Linked DNA regions of Sus scrofa: region 2 is linked to region 1. Evidence: chromatin contacts called from public promoter capture Hi-C data. All regions are on one chromosome and are shown on one strand. Each heading gives the region's core, a stretch centred on a gene start, on an enhancer-like site or on the middle of the called end of the contact. The rest is flanking DNA. Distances are from core to core; before and after follow the strand shown.

Region 1 (5,789 bases), core at 2,933-5,432:
TGCAGAAAGAGGCATTTGCCAACATGTATATTGCTAAGTTTACTTAGCAAATAGACCAAGTATGCGAAGGAGACACCTGCTGTAATGATTTATGCAGAAATCATCTTTAAAGCCTCCCAGTGACTTCTTATTCTCCCCTTATTGCAAAAGAAACCCCATGTTCTGATGCCCTCATAGCTCTTTCTCTGTTCCCAATAATTGACCTTCAGATGATTTCTACACCTTAGCTGTTTCTCTATCAATGCATTACCTAGATGATGGGAGTTGGGAATTCTAACTTGTACTTTGAAAGATATACTTTTTCTTCTTTTTTATGGCTGCCCCTGCAGCCCATGAAGTTCCCAGGCTAGGGGTCGAATCACAGCTGCAGCTGCCCATCTACACCACAGCCACAGATCTGAGGTGCATCTGCAACCTACGCCACAGCTTGTGGCAATGCCAGATGCTTAACTACTGAGCGAGGCCAGGGATGGGACCTACATCCTCAGGGACACTCTGTCAGGTCCTTAGCCCACTGAGCCACAATGGGAACTCCAAAAGATATACTTTTGACTCACTGAAAGCTATATGAATTTTACTGTGACATATATGCATACATTTGTTCAACAGAATTGACTGCCTACCTGGTAGCCGATGGAGAGGATGTGGTGAGGAAAAAGTCTTGACTGTCGAAGAGTACACACATGGAGGAGACCAAGGCAATTTCTAAACACTATGAGATGTGTACTAGATACTGTGGGAGAAGAAAGCGGGAGGCACCTCCCTGGAGGAAACTGGGAGATCACTGAAAGATGTTAAATAAGCAGTAAGGTGATTACCCAGCCGGGGGGAGGGAGCTGCTGTGGCCGTAAGGCAGGTAAAAACGGTGAAGGTGTGTAACAAGGCACTGGAGCTGGGGAAGGAGAAGGGAGCAGAGTCAACTGGAAAGTAGACTCAGTGGACACAGTGTTTGATGGGTGTTGGAGACTAGGGAGAGGGAGAAGTCTAGTCGAGATGACCAGTTTTATATATATGTATGCCATAAGCATCAGTGGTTTGGGGAACTAACAAGGGAAGGAGACGATGATTTTGGTTGGTGACTCTGTTGAGTTTGAGGTATAAGATCTCTAAGTAGAAATGTCCAATAGTCAATTGGATGCAAGACTGACTATTGGGGTGGGTATAAACACTTGGGATCAATCAGACTATAGATAGGTCAATTCTAATTGCACAGAGAGTGAGGAGGGCAGAGGGCAGAACGGGGGAAAATTCTAATATTGAAGCCATGACTAACGAATTAGCAACCCACAAAGATACTACGAACAAGTGGGCACAGAGACGAGGAGCAAAGGCAAAAAAAGAAAGAAGTCAAAGGTGTCCCATGCCACAGAGAAATCACTCTATTTCCATAAGAATGGAAATTTATTCCTTGAGCTTACATGAAGAGAATAATCTCATTAGAGATCACCTAACGAATTAATAATTTAATGATCCTGGCACATATCTATCACTATAACCAGATAACCATATTCCTTTTACCTTATGTTGAAGGGTTTTATTAAAATCAGTCCCATAAGTGAATCTATGATTATTTCAAAGTTAAAAAAAAAAAGTTTAAATAATCCCATAACACAATTCTTTTAAAGAGATACGGATGGAATCCCCTTGTGGCATAGTAGGCTGAGGACCCAGTTTTGTCATTTGTAGAGGCTCAGATTTCTGCTGTGGCGCAGGTTCAATCCCTGGCCTAGGAACTTCCACATGCCATGCGTGCGGCCAAAAACAAAAAACCCCCCAAAAACCCAAAACATTTACACTTTTTTTTCCCACCAGTAAGCTTCGCATGACCTAAAGTAGGGCTCAGAAACTTAAACAGGGCCCAGGCAAGTAAAACGACTTGATAAAGCGATCCAAGTCTAGGAAAAACAAAAACCTTAAGAACACATGTCCTTTCTAGAAAGTTTAGCCACAGCTATTTCCAACTGTATGGACATAGGGGCTAGTCTTGACTGCTAACCTGGTTTTCAAGGTAAGCCAGAAATCTGAATTTTTGAATATGATGTCTCCCAATTTTAATATGTAGCCAATTAATTTAAATGGGTTTTTTTTTCCAAATACTTTGTGAACTTCACAAACTACATCAATAGGTCCCAAGTGGTTCATGGACTATCAATTTTTTACTGATCAAAGAAGTCAGTGGCATCCTATGCCACGGAGTAGTCAAGGTAAGAGTAGAAATTTGAGTTCCTGTCGTGGCACAGCGGAAACAAATCCGACTAGGAACCATGAGGTTTCGGGTTCGATCCCTGGCCTGGCTCAGTGGGTTAAGGATCCGGTGTTGCCATGAGCTGTGGTGTAGGTCGCAGACGCGACTTGGATCCCGTGTTGCTGTGGCTCCAGTGAAGGCTATAGCTCTGATCAGACCCCTAGCCTGGGAACCTCCATGTGCTGCGGGTGCGGCCCTAAAAGAACAAAAGACAAAAAAAAAAAAAAAAACGAATGGAAATACTGCCCTACAGTATATAGAGTAGAGCATTTTAATCTTACACACTGAGGGGAAATTAATTGGCTAGTGATAAAGACTAATAAGCAGAAATAGAGCCAGATTCTTCTTGTTCTAAAACCAGAATTTCCTTCACTGTGATTCCACAACTTCTTTAACAAAAGGAAATATACACCCAGGTTAGTCAGACATACAAGTTAATAATTACAATATGCTTTAATACATTCAGGAAAGACGTTAGAAGCGTCACATTTAATTAATCCAGATGCTTCGGCTCTTCTGAAATGTTTGTAAGTAGAAGCTCCAGAAATTAAATTACTGATGACAAATCCAACTAATTGTTTATGCCTCACAAATTCTACTTTAAACGTGTAGGACCCAGTTATAAGGGATCTTTCAACAAAATTATAACTTAGCTGGGCAAATATCTGTATCTAAAGTTTAACAGCCTGTAGATACTTTGAATTTCTGAGAAAAGTTTAATTATTGCAAGGCTGTTAGAAATCTGGACTCCAATTGTGAAGACTTGATTCAGTTATAGTACAGTCTATACTCACCCATTCATTCAACCTAGATGTGCACCTACAATTTCCTGCTAAGGAAGAATAGATTCGCAAGATCACAGAAGGGTGAGCGGATATACATTTAAAGTAATCATTTCAATGAGTGAAATACAAAAAGTGCTACTGTAGTCTGGGAGAAAGGGCTAGCGTGGCTAATTATCTTCTTGCTAACAGCCCTCTGAGATAGGTATTTTCACGTCGATTTTGCAAGAAACCAGGCACAATGGCCTCAGAGCCAGAAGGCTGGGTGGGACGTAGACCCACGTGTTCCGACTCTAAGTCCCCAGCGGAGACCCTGTCAACAAAAAAGCAATCTTTCTTTTCTATTCCTCCTCTTTCTAAAGCGTTAAGACACTCCTTTGTAAAGCAACTTTTCCCTGTGAAGTCCTAACAAAAGTTAGTTATGTCCTGAGATTTAAGCCATTTTATCTCAATTTAGACAATGTGTAATGCTTTGTCCTTTGGGGAGTTACAAACTAATTTGAAATTGAAAGGCTTCTCCAGTGCGTGGAAAGGTGGTTACAGCAGCCGAATCCATTTGGCGCCAGGGTCGTCTGCATCTACATGGCGTCTGCGCAAAACCGAATCCAAATCAAAACCCACCGGCTTTGACTGCGGCAGTTTTATAGAACAGGACCAAGAACGCGAACTGTAGAACGCGGACTGTAGACGTCCCTGAGCCCGGCTCGAACTTTTGCCTAAGTTTGGGCGTAGGCGATCGGAACCCTGGGCCAGGGCCAGCATCTCCTCAGTGAAATGCTATTTATAGCCAGGGCCGGGAAAAGCCAAACCCAACAGCTGCGCTGCGAAGCGGTGCCACCGCCATGCAAGCAGGTCTCACACCGCTCACCTTCACAGTCGGCGCCCGGCCGACCCCCGGCCTCCTGGCCCTGCGCCCGCCCCGGGCTAGAGAACCAAAGTCCGGCGCAAAAGGCCACCATGGCAGCTGGGCTCCCACACCACATGCTCAACCAGCAGCTCCAAACGACCAACCACGGGCGTAAGGAACAGCTGGGCTGTTAGATTCCGAGGCTGCACCCAGACGCAGGAGCTCAATGCAAGGGCTTGTAAAGAACCTGCCCGGAGTTGCTAGGACAAATGACGCGACTCATCCGTGAGTTTCCATTGGCTCTCAAGAAAAGGGCATGGAAAGGGGCGGAGCGAAGGAGTCTCTTCCCTTCCCTCCCCGACCGGGCGCGTGCGCATTAGCACTCACGCTGGGCCGCCCCCCTGAGCGGAGAGAGAGCCCTAAAGCTATTTGCCCATTGTTCTAGAGGGAAGGCGGGACCTTCACGCTGATTGGTGGCGACGCGGGAGGCCGCGGCCGAGGAACCGGACGCAGGGGGCGGGCGGGAACGTGAAGTCTCCGCGGTGCCTGATGGGGCTGTTCTGCTGCCGGGCGCTCTTGCCACAGGGGAGCCGCTTTTCACTGCTGCCGCCGTTCTTGCCGCCTCATGGCGGCCATCGGGGTTCACCTGGGCTGCACATCAGCCTGTGTGGCCGTCTATAAGGTGAGGGGCTTGGGGAGCTGGGCTGCGGGTACCCCGTTCTCTGGGTGCGAAGCCAAGTCCTTTGGTCACCTGCGGGGCTGGGTGGAACGCGTGTCGCCGGCCTACGGATGTCGGGCGAAGAAGCGATACTGCGGGAAGGTTTCAGGGCTGAGTGTTGGGCGGACCTGGCCTCGTCCCCTGTGGCTTCTCTGGAGAGGTTTGCGCGCTGGTGGAGGGGCGGGCGGCAGGGGCGCGCGGGGTTCGGAGAGGTCAGGGCCTCAGGAGGGGGGCGGGCCCGCGGACGTTATGGATTCAGGGGGCCTTGAGGGTCTCGGAACGTTGTGGGTGCAGGAGGCCCTAAGGGAGGCGTCCCGGGGACAGCGTGGGCGTAGCAGGCCCGGAGGGTCTCAGGAACATCAGGGCTGCCAGAGGCTTCGAGGGGGACCTGAACGTCTGGTACCCGGAGATTTCTGGACATTAGCCAAGAATGAGCTGTTGATCTCGCGAAGCGTGTGAAGCAAGGTTGATGGTGTGTGCTTTACTCACTTGTCCTGTCTGGAAATGAGAGCCGAACGAGGAGTTTTGGCCTTTCTCTCATCAATGGGGAGGCGGAAGGAACTAATATGATACACACCTGATATTAGTCTCACGTTTCAATGTCAAATGATTTGTAAGGAAAAGCCAAAGGGATTAGTGCTCCTTCATCCTGTGTAGAAAAAGGAGAGGAAGATGCCTTTAAAGGGGAAGGAAGAGCAGTAGAAAGGGTAGTGTAATGAGACTTTTTATTGTATATATAGATAGATTGTTACGTATGGTCTGTTATCAACTACGCAGAGAAGACTGAAAAAAATGAAGCAGCTTTTTGTGGAATGCTGGCCTTATTAAAATCTGGAAATTAAATAATGACAAATAAAACCTACATGTTTTAAAATTGATAAAAGGAGTTCCCCTGTGGCCCAGCAAGGTTAAGGATCTAGCATTGTCGCTGCAGCCGCAGGGATCCCTGGCCCAGGAACTTCCACATGCCTAGGGTGCAGCCAGGAAAAAAATTTTTTTGATAAAGCAATTTCTCTCTCCACGTATATGTCAAAGTAACACTGGCCCACATATGTTTCTATCTAAAGACACTGTATATTTCATTTCAAAAGAACTAATGTAGTAGTTGGGTATTTTTCTCCAGGATGGACGGGCTGATGTGGTTGCAAACGACGCCGGTGACAGAGTTACTCCAGCTGTTGTTGCTTACACAGAAAA
Region 2 (5,624 bases), core at 580-3,079, 210 kb before region 1:
AAGAAACACGGTAAATCAACTATAATTTAAAAACATTTTAAAAAATAAAAGAAATTAAATTTTAAAAAGTCAACCCCAAACCACTCCTAAAATCCAAAGAATATTATTTTCAATGTTTCTGTCGTATTACATTCTTCCATTTTAAGTGGAACTTGCATTGTTTTTTCTACTTCTTCCCTCCCCCTTCTGTACAGGTGGTTATTTGCCAGGCTACAAGGAAATATATTTCAAACAACTTGTTGGCAAGCCACTGTTGAAGACTATGGCTATTAGAGATCATAAATTAGATTGATGTGAGTGATAAAGATTAATAATCAGTAACTCTCATTTATTCACACACGCACACACACACACACACATTCACAACGGCTGTCACGCCATAAATGAAGCAAAGATGCCTTTATCCTCAGGGTATGTTTGGGTGGTTGAGTATTTGAGTGACTTTTTCCTCCTATATTTCTTTGGAAATTTTTAATAAACATATATAATTTTATACTTAAAAGTTTTAAACTGGAAACTACCAGCACTAAGAAATCTCTAGACAGGAATTCCAGATACTATTTCAACTTAAGGCAACTTGGACAGCTAAAATCTCCAAAGTGCTGGAGGGGGAACGAGTCCGGAGGAGAAACCAAGAACCTGTTAGCAAGTCTAACAGGCCTCACCCCCGTTTTCTGTATTTATTTTAATATCACACCCACTTTAATCAAATAACTTTGCTTTATGGTCACTGAGAGGGTATGGTATCTTGATTTGCTGCAGAGACTAAGATCTGTAATTTATCCTCAACGGGATTCCTTTTCACATTTCAGAGGGACTGCTACCATCCCCTACACAGCCTGTCAAAACCTGGCCCGACGCATCCGCGTCGTCCGTGAGGAACCTGAAGATGTTTGGAGAGAAGTTAGGAGAATCAAAATTTTAGGACTTGGGTGCAGAGTCCACCCAACTTAGTGGGTTCACTGGAGGAGCAAAAGCGGAGAGGAAGCAAATACGGAAAAGTTACTTGCAGACTGTTTGGAAACAGTGCCCGGGTCACCTTTAAACCAGCGGGGCAAACCGGCCCCCCGCAGCCCCTCCTTTGTTTGCCCAGGCGGAGGCTCGGCTGCGCCCGGGCAGCGAGGGGCGAACCCAGCGCCCAGGGCTCGGCATCTGGCCGTGTGCGGCGCACCGGGTGGGCAGCGCATCCCCGCTCCAGGCAGGGTCTCTCCATTTTCAGGGCCGAGAAAGCAACAATAAGCCGAGCAGTGTGGCCGCCGGGGCTCGCCTCCCTCGCGGCGTCCCCCGGCTACCCCGCACCCCGGGGCTCCCAGAACCACTGCGCGTGACCCCCCGCCACGCCCCGGGCCCGCGCCCCGCGTCCGCCCCCGGTACGGCGCTGGGTGGCCCCGGGCTCCTCGCACGCCCACCGCCCGGCGTGCAGTCCTCGCGCGCGTACAGGGACCCTCCCGCCCCAGGGCAGGCCGGGAGGGGCAGCCCGGCGACCCTTCCTGCCCCGGAGACCCTCAGGTCGGGAGTCGAGGCAGGGCGGGCGGCCGCGCAGTGGCCCCGGCGGGCACCCCGCCTCCCCCGAGCTCCTAGTCTTTGTGTGCAAAGTAAGTGCGGGAGGCAAACCCACCTCTGCGCGCGCACAAAGGCGCGCGGCGCCCTTCCCGGCGCTCGCTCCGGGCGTCCACGGAGGCGCCCGGCGGCTATAGGCGGACGGAGGCGGCGCGGGCGGCGGCTCAAACGGCGTCGGCGACTGCCAGTCCGGCGCAGGGCGGCTCTTTCACACCCGGCGGCCCCGCGCGTCCGAATTAAGCGACGGGGCGGGGAGAGGGTGGGGCGAGTCTGCTGATGACACGCCCTCGGACACGCCCCGGACACGCCCCGCCGCGCTGGCTGAAGCTCGGTGCTCGGGACCCGGGCCTCGGGGGGACTGTGCTGGGAGAGTCTCGCGGATTAGGTTCCGGGAGGTTTTCCTTATCTGGTTTTAGGCTGGTTGGCTTCGGAAACTCTCCCAGGAGAGGGAATATTGGAAGGGAAAAAAACAACAACAACAACAACAGCTGAGTGTCACCGGATGAGTGAGAGCGAAATGGGAAATTAAAGGCGGCAGGCACGCGTTTGCGGGACCCACGATTAAAGATCTCTCTCTCTGTCTGTCTCTGTCTCTCTCTCTCTCTCTCTCTCTCTCTCTCTCTCACACACACACACACACACACACACGAGTTCGCGGGAGCGTTTGGCTGGTGGGTGTCTGGTCTCCACCTCCACTCCGCGCCTGTAACATTCAGAGAGGCTGTCCCCATTTAAATTCTGCCAAGACGTGACCGAAGCAAACTCAAAGGGAATGAGGAGGAGACGCATCAAATTTGTTGAAATGGTTCACATTTACTGTCAAACCATAGCCTGAAACCCAGTGACAGAGGAATTTGCTCAGATTCTTCCCCCTCCCCCGCTCATCAAAGGGTAATTGGAGATTTAAACTTGTGCAAAAGGAGAAAAGGGTTTGTTTTACCTCTTTTTTTTCCCCCTCTGATATTCGTTTTTCTCAGCGCTCTTACAGCAAATGGCTTCTCTGCCCAACCCTAAGATTCTTAGATTACAATCTACCCGAATCACAGCAGGTACAAAAATGAGAGATATCTGTTTCAAAGTCACAAACAGTAAAGACAGCAGGTAATGGATTTTTAGATCAAAAGCTTTTTAATTTTCTTGGCAACAGATGAATAAGGGCTGATTTATGGGGAAGCTTTTCTGACTGAAACAGCTTGGGTCATGATCACACAGAAAAGTCCTATCAATTATGAATTTCAGCAAACAAATGACTTAGTCCAAAGATGCTTTCAGGCCACAGCACTTTAAGACCCTGGTCATCCCCAGGCCTGAAGCCCACTGAGGAGTGGGGTCACCTGCCACAGGATTTAGAAAGAGGAGTTCCCTCCCAGCCCAAGAAACGCACCTGTATGAACTTTATCCACAAGTTTCCCACAAGTCTTACTTCTCTCCCATTCTGAGTTGTGTTGTTTCTATTCTTGACAATGGGTCCACCAGCTACCAAAACCAGAACCTGGGATCCAACCTAGATTTTCTCCCCACTCTCCACATGAGAGTCAATTTCAAGTCCTGCACATACTAGGTGATGCCTCCATAGCCACCCCCACCCCTGCCCCACACCCCCATCCCCCCAGCTCTGCCACAGTTGCCCTTTAGGGTCTACCACTGCACTCTAGCAGTAGCCTCCCAACTGTTCCTAGCCTTCAATCTCACAAATGCTTTTCCTCCAAACTGCTTCCCCCGTGAATTTCCCAAATGCAAATCTGTTCTTAAAACCCTTTAATGCGTGCCCAAGTCCAAGTCCTACTACATGACCAAGTTCAAGCTCCTTCCTACAGTACCCCATAGACCGGCATGCAAGTTCAAGCTCACTCCTACAGTACCCCATAGAGCAGCACGCAAGTTTGGGGGTGAGGTGGTTGGCCACATGGAGTTCCTGGGCCAGGAATCAAATCCAAGCCATTTGCAAACTAAGCTGCACTTGTGGCAACGGGGGATCCTTTACCCACTGTGCCAGTCCTGGGATGGAATCCATATCCCAGGATTTTCACTAATCCCACTGCACCACAGAGGAAACTCCAGTACACAAGTTCAAGCTCCTTCCTACAGTACCCCATTGAGCAGCATGCTTCCTGATACCGCCTTGACAACTTCCCTGTGCTCTTGCTACATCCCCCAAACAAACACACTTGGCTCCACTCAGCCAGAGTGCTGTATTTGCTAACTGGCCCTGTTTTTTTGAATATGAAGACTAGATGAAGGAATCTGTCATCAGTTAGGCTTTAACACACAACTCCCCTCTGCCTAACACACCTGCCTCCCCCAAACTCCCAAGAGCTCCTCTCCTCTCTGAGACCCAAGTTCTTCTGAGAAGACTTCCTGACCTGTTCACATGGAATTGACCTTTTCTGCCCCTCCCATACCTGGCATGGCCTTGTAATGCATGCCCTGGATCATAAATATATGCCCTCCTTGAGCAGAGTTTATACTTGATATATATACATCTTTCCATCCTCCTGTTTAACCTAGTGTCTGGCATATAGGAAATATTAGGGACGAAACTGTGTCTTCCCCAAATTCATCTGTTGATGCCCCAACCCCCAATGTGGCTGTATTTGGAGATAGGGCCCTCGGGAGGTGATTAAGGTTAAATGAGTTCGTGATGGTGGGGCCCTAATCCAATAGGACTGGCGACCTTATAAGAAGAGGAAGAGACAGCAAAGAGTGCTCTTTCTCTGCATACACACAGGGGCCATGCGAGGACACAGCAGACACAGCGAGAAAGCAGTTTCATCTGCAAGCCGGGAATAGGCCTCACCCGAAACCAACTCTGCTGACACCTTGATCTTGGACTTCCAGCCCCCAGAACTGTGAGAAAATAAACATCTGCTGTTTAAGCCACTGTTACAGCAGCTCCAGCAGACTAACACGAGAGGTATGCATTAGATTCTAGACTATCCCTGGAAAAGCACTGACCCACCAGTGAGCCTGTAATGTCACCCCAAAGCAGCCTGGACAAATGTCTATGATGCCAGTGCAGTGCACAGAGTGTCTCGGTGTGATAAGTGACCACACAGCCTTGCCCTGCCCTGAAGAAAAACAGAAGCGTGCAGCTTACTCCATAGACCGGGTATTAATGCCCATGGGCTCTCAGTTTTGGCCTCATTTTTGGATAGGAACCATTATTTCTTTTTTTATTTTTTTACAGCTGCACTTACATGGAAATTCCTGGGCCAGGGGTGGAATCAGAGCTGCAGCTGTGGCCTATACCACAGCTACAGCAACACTGGATCTGGGCCACATCTGCAACCTGCACCACAGCTCATGGCAACACTGGATCCTCAACCCACTGAGCAAGGCCAGGGATCGAACCCACAGCCTCACAGAGACAACATTGTGTCCTTAATCCCCTGAGCCACAATGGGAATTCCAGGAAGCAGTATTTCTTTTTAAACCAAAAACAGTGGGATCAAATATTTACTTTGGGGTGTTCCCATTGTGGCTCAGCAGTAACAAACCTGACTAATATCCATGAGGATAAAGGTTTGATCCCTGGCCTCACTCAGTGGGTTAAGGATCCAGCATTTCCACAAGCTGCAATGTATGTTGAAGAGGCAGCTGGGATCTGGCATTGCTGTGGCTGTGGTGTAGGTCAGCAGCTGCAGCTCTGATTTGACCCCTAGCTTGGGAACTTCCATATGCCACAGGTACAGCCCCCCCCCCCCAAAAAAAATCACAGAGCTAAGCCAAATCCAAATCCAAAGTTCAGGGTCTCCACCCCTTGACAGTAGAAGCAGTTGTCACATTACTCACCTAGACCTGGGTACGAGGATACTACATACGACTGGAGAAGCTGTCATAGCCCTCTTTGGAAATAACCTTCCCCTGCATCAGAGTTAAGGAACTACACCTGGAGGGTAGCGGTGACAGGTGACTGCAGTCATTTCAAGGGAAATCATTTTGGTTATAAAAAAGTCAAGAGCCCTTTGCAATTGAACGTTAAACCCACAACAGATCCAATCAATTGCTACTGGCCCCATGTCCCGATTTGAGAGATTCAAGTACATCCTTGATTTCTGCTTTTT

Evidence for each region. Promoter capture Hi-C pulls out the DNA fragments that hold promoters and counts their contacts.
Region 2: a contact with region 1 is called in a promoter capture Hi-C map of liver, with 8 times the contacts expected there. The contact joins the promoter of FAM107B here to the promoter of CDNF in region 1. A contact is called at or near these places in 2 of 5 promoter capture datasets (both in liver) and 1 of 2 datasets of contacts at active chromatin or transcription factors (alveolar macrophages).

The regions. Positions count from the first base shown.
Region 1 is chr10:46,933,923-46,939,711 of Sscrofa11.1, reverse strand. CDNF (cerebral dopamine neurotrophic factor) reads right to left here and starts at 4,182. Exons shown (of 4, transcript XM_003130739.4): 1 at 3,896-4,182. The coding sequence starts at 4,010. It overlaps HSPA14 (heat shock protein family A (Hsp70) member 14), which reads left to right and starts at 4,409. Exons shown (of 14, transcript NM_001243393.1): 1 at 4,409-4,556; 2 at 5,716-5,789. The coding sequence starts at 4,500.
Region 2 is chr10:47,136,981-47,142,604 of Sscrofa11.1, reverse strand. FAM107B (protein FAM107B) reads right to left here and starts at 1,829. Exons shown (of 4, transcript XM_021064842.1): 1 at 1,619-1,829.